2 separate regions of the Mus musculus genome follow, and region 1 is linked to region 2. Evidence: chromatin contacts called from public HiChIP or PLAC-seq data. All regions are on one chromosome and are shown on one strand. The core of a region is the stretch at or near the end of the contact, and the rest is flanking DNA. Distances in the headings are between cores, read along the strand shown. Region 1 overlaps Adamts12 (a disintegrin-like and metallopeptidase (reprolysin type) with thrombospondin type 1 motif, 12). Region 2 overlaps Adamts12 (a disintegrin-like and metallopeptidase (reprolysin type) with thrombospondin type 1 motif, 12).

Region 1 (4,104 bases), core at 586-3,085, 75 kb before region 2:
TGTGGTGACTTATGGGGTTGCCAGCTGCTCCACAGGACAGGACTCTGTGGGAGTGGAAATGCCTGTTTTCTCAAACACTGTCATTAATCAGACCATGGGACAAGCACACAGCTAACGTTAATTACTGCCAAGAGACCACTTTTGCTTTGACTTGGGGACTCCTAGTGGTCTTGTAATGTTTGGCCTCAGCTTAGGCATGATCTCTGTCTATTCACTCTTGCAGGCTCTCACTGCACAACACAGATCCATCTGGTGAGCAAACATGTATCAAGGCAATAACCATTAAATAGAAGGCACACAGTCCATGCAATGCTGTTTCTCAAGGTGGAAATTAAATACAAGTTCAGAGGCATAGTCATTAATAAAGTATGATTTATTCACCATTTACTCATTTATCTAGCATTTAGCAGGTGCTTAGGATGGCAGCTTTGTCCTATAACTGATAACATTGCAGAGAACAAAAGAAAAGAAGTGTTCTCCCATGCAAAACTAAATTCTGGACATTAGAAGGCCCCAAGAGCAAAGAGCATTGGGTAATCACTAGAAATATTAAACAGTATAAAGGGTTTTCAAAGTAGTGGAGGCAAAGGTATGCTGGGTGGTGATCAAGGAAGGCTTCTCTGATTGGTTGATTTGGGGAAAGCACTTGAGTAGCCTAAGAGTATTTAGGCATTGTAGGATGGACTTTTGCAAGCAGAAAAAGCAGCCAGTGTAAGATGAACACTGGGGAGGCAGAGAAGGAAGAGGAAAGTAATCTGAGAGGAGGGAGAAGATGACCAGAATGCAGGAGGAGCAGGACCAGCAGCAGTCCTCCTAGGCAATCCAGGGTGGGGAGAGGAAATCATAGGGACAGCATTTGAACGGGACTAGAAGCATGCTAAGATGTTGATTGTGATGCTAGCTCAGGATGTAACTCTGTCCTATGGCCCACAAGAACCTGACAGCTATGCATAACCTAGGTTCAGAGGTCATTACTATTTCACAGGGTTGCTGTGGTCAGTAGCTGAGCCACCAGGATCTTACTTCTAGTTCATCTTCCAAGGCTCTGCCATAGTCCAGTTCAAACCATCCCCGAACACACACACACACACACACACACACACACACACACACACACACACTGAAAAAAATCTCAAGTTGGTGGGTGCTGTTTCTTGTCAGGAGGCTACTAATATCATGGACAAATTCCTTCAAGAGAGTGTGGGGGTTTTTTCAGAGTTAAATCAGTTCCACAAAGACAAAAACGTGTGTGTGTATGTGTGTGTGTGTGTGTGTGTGTGTGTGTGTGTGAGAGAGAGAGAGAGAGAGAGAGAGAGAGAGAGAGAGAGAGAGAGAGAGAGAGACAGTGTAGAGAATCTGGAAGTTAATGATTATGAGATCAATACTTTTCAGTTCTCTTCCCAGACAAGGGTTCTGCTAGATCTTTGGAATGCATGTGGGAATTAGCAAATGTGATTCCTGGCTCAGCGTACACAGAAGCAAACGGGCAGACTCGTCACACGATGAAGCCTGTGGTGGGCACAAAAGTACTGGTGTTGAGTCATCTGTGACATAGATAAAAGTAACCCAAAGAAGCAGGCTTAGTCAGAGGAACTCTAAGTGCAAGGACAGCAGACAAGCCGAAGCTTGAAGCTTGGGGGTTTTCAGTAAGTAAAGTAAGTTCAACAAAACACAAGAGATGAACCCAGAGGGGGCGGGGGGTGGGGGGGAGAAAGGTATCAACAAGATGCAGCTCCTGAAACGCCTCAGAAAGCTCTTGTCCCAGACATGGGGAGAGGCCTCCTTGGCAACGGCAAGATAATCTGATTCATGTTTAAGGAGCTGGCTTCCAGTGAGAGAAGTCAAGAGCAGAATGACCAGTTAGGACGCTGACGTACTATTCTAGATGAGAGCCAGAAGAGGCTGAAGCATATGGCAAGGCTCTGGGGAAGGTGGGTGGCTTAGAAACCTATTAGGTAGTAAAAAATAACAGGACCAGGTAATAATTTGGGTTGGTTGAGCAAGCATGTGGGTTTGTTTGTTTAGGATGATATGGTTTTCCAAGTAGGGTCACAGGTGAACTCATGACCGAGCAATCTTGAGAAATGTAGAATGACCAGATTCTATGGGAGAGCTAAAAATAATTTTCAAACTGATTGCATCAAGAATAACTCTCAGCAGTAAAGGTGTGACTTATGAAGGCATTTTCAGAGATGACAGAGGCCCTGACCTAATGGTTGATGCCCAGACAGATTCATGCTGTGATGTTGGAAGGCAGAGAAAGGCAGAAAGTGGGACCTCGTTGGAGGCATATGATCATTAGGGCTAGGTCTATGAGAACTATATCTTGTCCTGATTCTTTCCTGCATTCCTTGTCATGCTTTCTGGCTACATGGTATATGGGCTTCTCTGCTCCATGTTACCTTCTCCTCCTCACTGACAAGTCTGAAACAGAGCCAAGTAAATCTTTACTTATTTGTTTATATTGAGCACAACTGACTGCAAATATGAGTGCCACTGATTAATTTCCCTTCACAGTTGGAGAAGTGCCAGACCGCTGAGATAGCCAATCTTTCAGGTAGTGTTTCTTCAGAATCAGGATGGCTTACCCGTACAAAGAACCATCCACCAGCCAAAATAGTCTTTGTTACAGTGACTCTGAGACACTTTTTGCAATCCAGAATGCATCCCTCTGTACTCCAATCCTTTCCAAAATCAACCCTTGAATACAGTCTCAGCCTCTCTGACAGCTCGGGTCCAGCAGAGCCCATCCTGGAGGAACAATGAATAGACCAGTAGAGCTTCCTCTAGGAGCTCTCCTGCATGGAGCCCAGAAACCTTGACAGCTGGAATGGTGGAGGAACAAAGCAATGGACTGACCAGCATTGAGGGAATGTAAAGAGAGAATCACTGTGGGATCTACTTAATTAAGAAAGCTTGCACTTCAGAAATCAATATGTCAGCAGTCTGGAGCAACTCGGAACGCAGCCTCTGGCTCTCTGAGTTCCCTAAGTCTTGCCTATGGAGTTTATTAACCAAACAAGGCCACCAGAGTTACCATTTAATCTGCTTACTATAAAGTAAAATGAATAATCTTATTATTAGGAACTCATGAATTAAATAGTTGTCAGTCTCCTCGTTCCTTTTATTAGTAAATATCCAAAGTACTTTCCCAAAACTCCTACTAGCCCTTAAAGCAGATCACATGTGTGGATGTACACGCATCTGCTATTCTACTGACTTACAATAACCAAATAAATAAATAGATAAATAACAAATAAATAAATAAAATAACACGGCAGCTCTTCTTCCTCCGTGATGCCTTAATAAAGCAAACCATCAGCTGCTGTGGCTCCATTCCTAATGCCTCCAGAAACAGAGGAGCCTCCAGAAACAGAGGAGCCTCCAGAAACAGAGGAGCCTCCAGAAACAGAGGAGCCTCCAGAAACAGAGGAGCCTCCAGAAACAGAGGAGCCTCCAGAAACAGAGGAGGATTCTACCTCGAGAACTCCAAGACAAAAATCAGGGAGAATGTGTGAAAAAAAAAGTCTGTCTACAAGTAAACTATTTGTGCTGCCCAGTGAAGACATTTAGACGCAACACGGAATAAAGAGGTCATTTAGAGTCTTCAACTCACTGCATAGCCATTAACTCAGAACAAGATATAAACACTCGAAAGTTTAAAGCTTTGCTCTGATATATCGAATTACTGATCCGACATGCCAAATAACACAGTGATCTATTGCAAAGATCCACTAATTATAACTTGTTAGTTAATATTTAATAGTGTCTGTACATATCATTTTGAAAAGACAACCTAAAAACTTTCAAGTAACTACCCGAGGCTTCGAAGTCTTGCAGTAAGGTGGGCCGGGTAGCCTGAAAAGCCCTCCCCAGCATTAAACACATCACAACATTAAAGCATGAAAACAGTGGTAACTTCCAGATACCAAAAGTAGAGAACAAGAAAAGATATCAATTTACAAACAATTTCAGATAAAGACACACACAAAAGATATAGCATTATGATCATCTTTTCTCTCACCATGGCGAGGCACTGCCCCATCCCTGTCATTAGCCATTACTCTCTGGGATGCTGTGAAGGCATCTGCAGACGTGACTAAG
Region 2 (4,557 bases), core at 110-2,609:
GAGGAGAAGGAACTAGCTTTTCCTAAGATTTAAGCTCCCGGAACCCATGATTCACATGGTGGCAAAAAGAATGGAGATAATAAGGCAAGAATATTTAGAGGACACTCTGGGCTCCCAGTCTTCAGTTTCTGGGAAGAAAACAGCTATGATAGACTCTGGAGCAGAGGCGTCCACGAGAAGGGAGTCATGTCCGGCTGTATGATAAATCTGTATAAACATTTAAACAAGGTTGTTAGCCCCATAATAGGGTATCTGGCCTCCTATGTCCCATATTAACAAAGGCTCTTTCTCAATTCTTCCTGCAGATGCCAGGACCCAGGCAGAGGAGAAAACAATGCCCCCTCTCCATTTCCTGGTATTGTGGGTCTCTCCCTCCCACTGCCAGTCCATCATGGTAGGAACCTACAAGGTGAAAGGATGAATGAAAAAGTAACAAACAAGAAAGAGAGGTGGGGCTCACTGTGTTTAGGAGCCTGCCCCACAAAGCACCCACAGTGAAGCTAGGAATTTCCACCAGCCAGACGCTCAGTCTAATGTCTCATGTCTGAGTAAGCATGGGCTTGAACAGACAACCCCAAAGGTCAGAAGTCAGGGGACATTCCTCAGCCAGAAGCAGAGGCAGGGGATAAACAGAGCCATTTGTTCCCCTTCCCCTGGGAAGATATAATGACCTCTGACACTCAGGCAACCACTACTCAGATGAGTTTTTAAAAATATGAACCCCCCCCCACATTTGTGTTCAGGTATCAGACGAGATTAAAATATGAACCCCCACATTTGTGTTCAGGAGCCAAGCAAGAAGCCTGGAGGGGTGAGTTTCCCACACTCCTCAGCTTCATCTGTCCTCATCTGGAGTTCCAGAACAAGAACTCAGAAATATTACCACATTCTTTCTGTGTGTGGTAAAGGAGCCAGTGGGGGTTTTACAACTGGCCCGAACTGGACTGCCTTTGAGGGTGTTCATAGTCTCAAACATCACTCCTCTAGCTACACTATCCAACACAGGACCCCAGTATTTAAATGCCACGAATCCTCACTCAGCATTAACACAGCAAGAGAATGCTTAATGCTTGCCTTGGGGGAAGTTAGGATCTAACAAGTTTAAAGTGTTCAAAATGTAGCAGCATTGGCCTCACTAATTGAAAGCTTGTTCCTTAGAACCTGCTAGACTATTCCACAGCTCCATGGCCTCCTGGATCATATGGAAAGGAGAGCTAAATTTCTTTTCAAAGCACACATTTCATTTGTTTCCATGACAGAAACGACACTCTTTAGCAGCAGCGACCTGGCAGACGGGAACAAAGGCTGCCTTCCTAAGTGATTCCTGAGTATGAATTTCAGCAGGGATGTGTCACTTCCTCAGCTGCTTGGACGATCCACAGTGATTTTTTTCTATAAACTTAAACAATACGAGCCTTTATATAGCTGCTCCAAGTCGTTACTTACTTAGGATCAAAAATAAAGAGCCCAACATTTCAGAAAATAGATTCACTCTTTATCTTGAATAAAGTGAGTTATTGGAGAGGGGAACTAGTGAGTGTTTTCTTTTTCAGCACATTGGAAACAGTCTATATGATTTAATACACACACATACACACACACACTACTCATACATACACACTATACATGCATGCATACAAACTACACATAATACATACTACACAAACACACACTACATACACACATACACTACACATACATACACACAACACATATATACACACTACACATAATACACACTACACAGACACACATACTACACACATGCTTTATACATACACATGCACACACTATACATACATAACACTACACATAATCCACACTACACAAACACACATACTACACACACTACATACACACGCAATACACACACCATACACATACATTACACATACACACACTGCACATACACATACTACACAATACACATACGCACATCTCCTCCTCCTCCTCCTCTTCCTCCACTTCTTCCTCCTTCCACTATTATGTGAAAATAAATGATTCAGGCTTTGGAAAGCATGCCGATGATGGATTGTTCTGTGTTCAGGTGATTATCATCTCAGAACCACAAAGCTGAGCTCAGAGAGTGTGACAGCAACAATTCATGGTTGAAAACTACAAGAAATCACTGGAGTGAAGGAGGTAGAGGCCAATTTAAAAGGTTCATCTATTAATAAATGAGTTTTTTTAATTAGATATTTTCTTCATTTACATTTCAAATGCTATCCCGAAAATCCCCTCTACCCTCCCCCTGCCCTGCTCCCCAACCCACCCACTCCCACTTCCTGGCCCTGGCATTCCCCTGTACTGGGTCATATAATCTTAGCAAGACCAATGGCCTCTGACCGCAGGCAAGATGAGTACGCGGTAGGTACATGTGGTACTGTGTTTTCCTTCTACCCCTATGAAAACCTCTTTAAACTTCTTCCTGACGCTTAGAGTTGGGACTCTGCAGTTCTTTGAAGGCAATGGCTGGACTGGTCTCAGAACTGTAAAGGTGATTGATAACTATCCCCTTCTTGAGTCATCGCCATCATCATCAATCACAGTGGAATAAATGCACTGTGCACTTAAAGCCATGAGCTGAAAAGGGCCACAGAGCAGCAGCAACAGCCTGGCGTTACCATGGCTACTGGATGTAGCAAAGGGACCAGCTGCACTGTGGTAGTGCACCGAGCCACAGTTTAGGAAGACAAGGAAATGTAATCTGATGTTGAAACTACACCTCTGAAGGTCTGCCATATAAAGGCTCATCCATTCAACCATAAATTACTGAATGTATTCATATTACTGTATTACTACTGTATCATGGAACATATTTAGATACATGTGAACATGACAAGGTAAAGGAGTCAGTGAAGTGAAATGAAACAAAATATCAGGGTTTTCAGAGCCAGGGCAATGGTTTGATACACATAGTCTTAGGATAACCTGAATTTAGTGTCCAGATCCTACGAGGAGGTAGAAAAGAACAGAGAGAACAAATTCTTAAGAGTTGTCCTCTCACCTTCAAGAATACCACGGTACGAATGTGCCTGCACACACACACACACACACACACACACACACACACACACACGCGCGCGCGCGCGCGCGCGTGCGCGCCTAAATAAACAAATAATAAATTTGTAAAGAAATAAAAAAAAGTTTCTCTTTAAAGTGAAATACTTAGCGTAAGTGAATACTGGAGAAGTTCACTGCAGTCTGGATGTGGAAAAAAGACTTTAAGCTGAAGGCATAAGGATAAGGAAAGTAACTAAATAGAAATAATAGAAATCAGCACAGTGCTCTAGGTCAAGAGACGAGCATACCCAAAGGCCAGGAGGCTGAGGCTGGAGTGCGCTTGGTACATTTGAGAAGCAGGGAAAGGGCATTGTTCAGAAGGAAAGTATATCAGACAGAAGGCTGGCAATGGGCAGTGCCAGGCCAGAGAGCACCTGGAACTCTGAACAGGGAGTACGATTTCACTTTCTTTGGCCAGCAGAAGACTTTAATTGAGCTAGTACTGCTGCATGTGAAAGACAAGGCTGACCACCAAGGGAAATGGCATGCAAAGAATTGGGAGGAGAGTCAAGGACAGCACTGGCAATGTCAGAGTTGGGTCCAGATGAGAGAAGGTGATAACTAGGACCAGGAAGGCTTCTCACCCTCAGACTCCTGACATCTTGGGCACCTGATATTCTGTAAAGAAGGCAACATCCTCGGTCTCTTCTCACCAAACAGTAGACATGCCATTCCCTCCTTTCCAGTTATGGCAATCAAAACCAATTCTCCAGATATCACCAGACATCCCCTGGAGTGCCAAACTATCCCCTTTGAGAATAAGGGAGCTGACGTGTTAGCTGAGCTGGTGACAAAAATTTAGATTCTGAATGTGTTTTAAGACAAAGTTGACAGGGTTCGCTGGCAAGAAAAGATGTAGAATGTGAGAGAAAAGAGGAGTCAATGATAAGATGTCCCCAGGGGCTCGAGGCTGGCCTACTGAAGGGTGGAGGTGACAAGTACAGGGATGAGAAAACTGAAAGAGTGAAGATTAACTATAGGTTAGAGTATGTGGGATTTAGGGTCCCTAGTAAGTTTCTATACAGCAAGGTTCTGAGGAAGTGTCAGGGCTGGTTGCTGAACTTCAAAGGTATGCATACATCTATATAAAAACAGATTTGGGATAGGTGTGATCACTAGATGACAAATACAATGCATACATAGATGACAGGTGACATCTGAGAGTAGGACTAGAGAACAAGAGTATCACAGGAACACTTGGGGGACTTCTGCAGCTAAGTGTATGGTAAGAAGCAAAAGACACTGAGACTCACAGCTGGAGGGAAATCATAATGTTACAGCATTTTTACACAAAGAGAAAACACATTTCAATTAACAATAACTAACTATGAAATGAAGCAGAGAGGCATCAGGTTTGATGAGAATGGAAGAAAGCACTAGCAACAGAAACTTCACTAGAAACTTTTAAAAAGCAGTCTTTGTGGCAACAATCTGGATAGAGACACCCAACTATTCTTAATAAGCCAATAAGTGAGCCACAGTACCTTCCTTAAA

Evidence for each region. HiChIP or PLAC-seq counts read pairs in DNA pulled down with a chosen protein or histone mark.
Region 1: a CTCF HiChIP or PLAC-seq map of the NIH/3T3 cell line shows a contact between it and region 2, with 24 read pairs. The contact joins two enhancer-like sites. A contact is called at or near these places in 1 of 15 datasets of contacts at CTCF or cohesin (the NIH/3T3 cell line), 6 of 484 Hi-C or Micro-C datasets (MC3T3-E1-derived osteoblasts, adipose-derived mesenchymal stem cells, beige adipocytes and 2 more) and 1 of 115 datasets of contacts at active chromatin or transcription factors (embryonic fibroblasts).

Annotation. Positions count from the first base shown.
Region 1 is chr15:11,157,007-11,161,110 of GRCm38.p6, reverse strand. The region is part of intron 3 of Adamts12 (a disintegrin-like and metallopeptidase (reprolysin type) with thrombospondin type 1 motif, 12); the gene reads right to left. Among named protein-coding and RNA genes, the nearest start is that of Adamts12, 94 kb to the right of the region's middle. Within about 2 kb of position 1,835, at least 20 of the 459 cell types and tissues checked have an H3K27ac peak or open chromatin away from gene starts, as enhancers often do. A contact at or near this core is called in the NIH/3T3 cell line, beige adipocytes, embryonic fibroblasts and 1 more, where this site is marked.
Region 2 is chr15:11,081,178-11,085,734 of GRCm38.p6, reverse strand. All of the region lies in intron 2 of Adamts12 (a disintegrin-like and metallopeptidase (reprolysin type) with thrombospondin type 1 motif, 12), which reads right to left. Among named protein-coding and RNA genes, the nearest start is that of Adamts12, 19 kb to the right of the region's middle. Within about 2 kb of position 1,359, at least 80 of the 459 cell types and tissues checked have an H3K27ac peak or open chromatin away from gene starts, as enhancers often do. A contact at or near this core is called in the NIH/3T3 cell line, beige adipocytes, embryonic fibroblasts and 1 more, where this site is marked.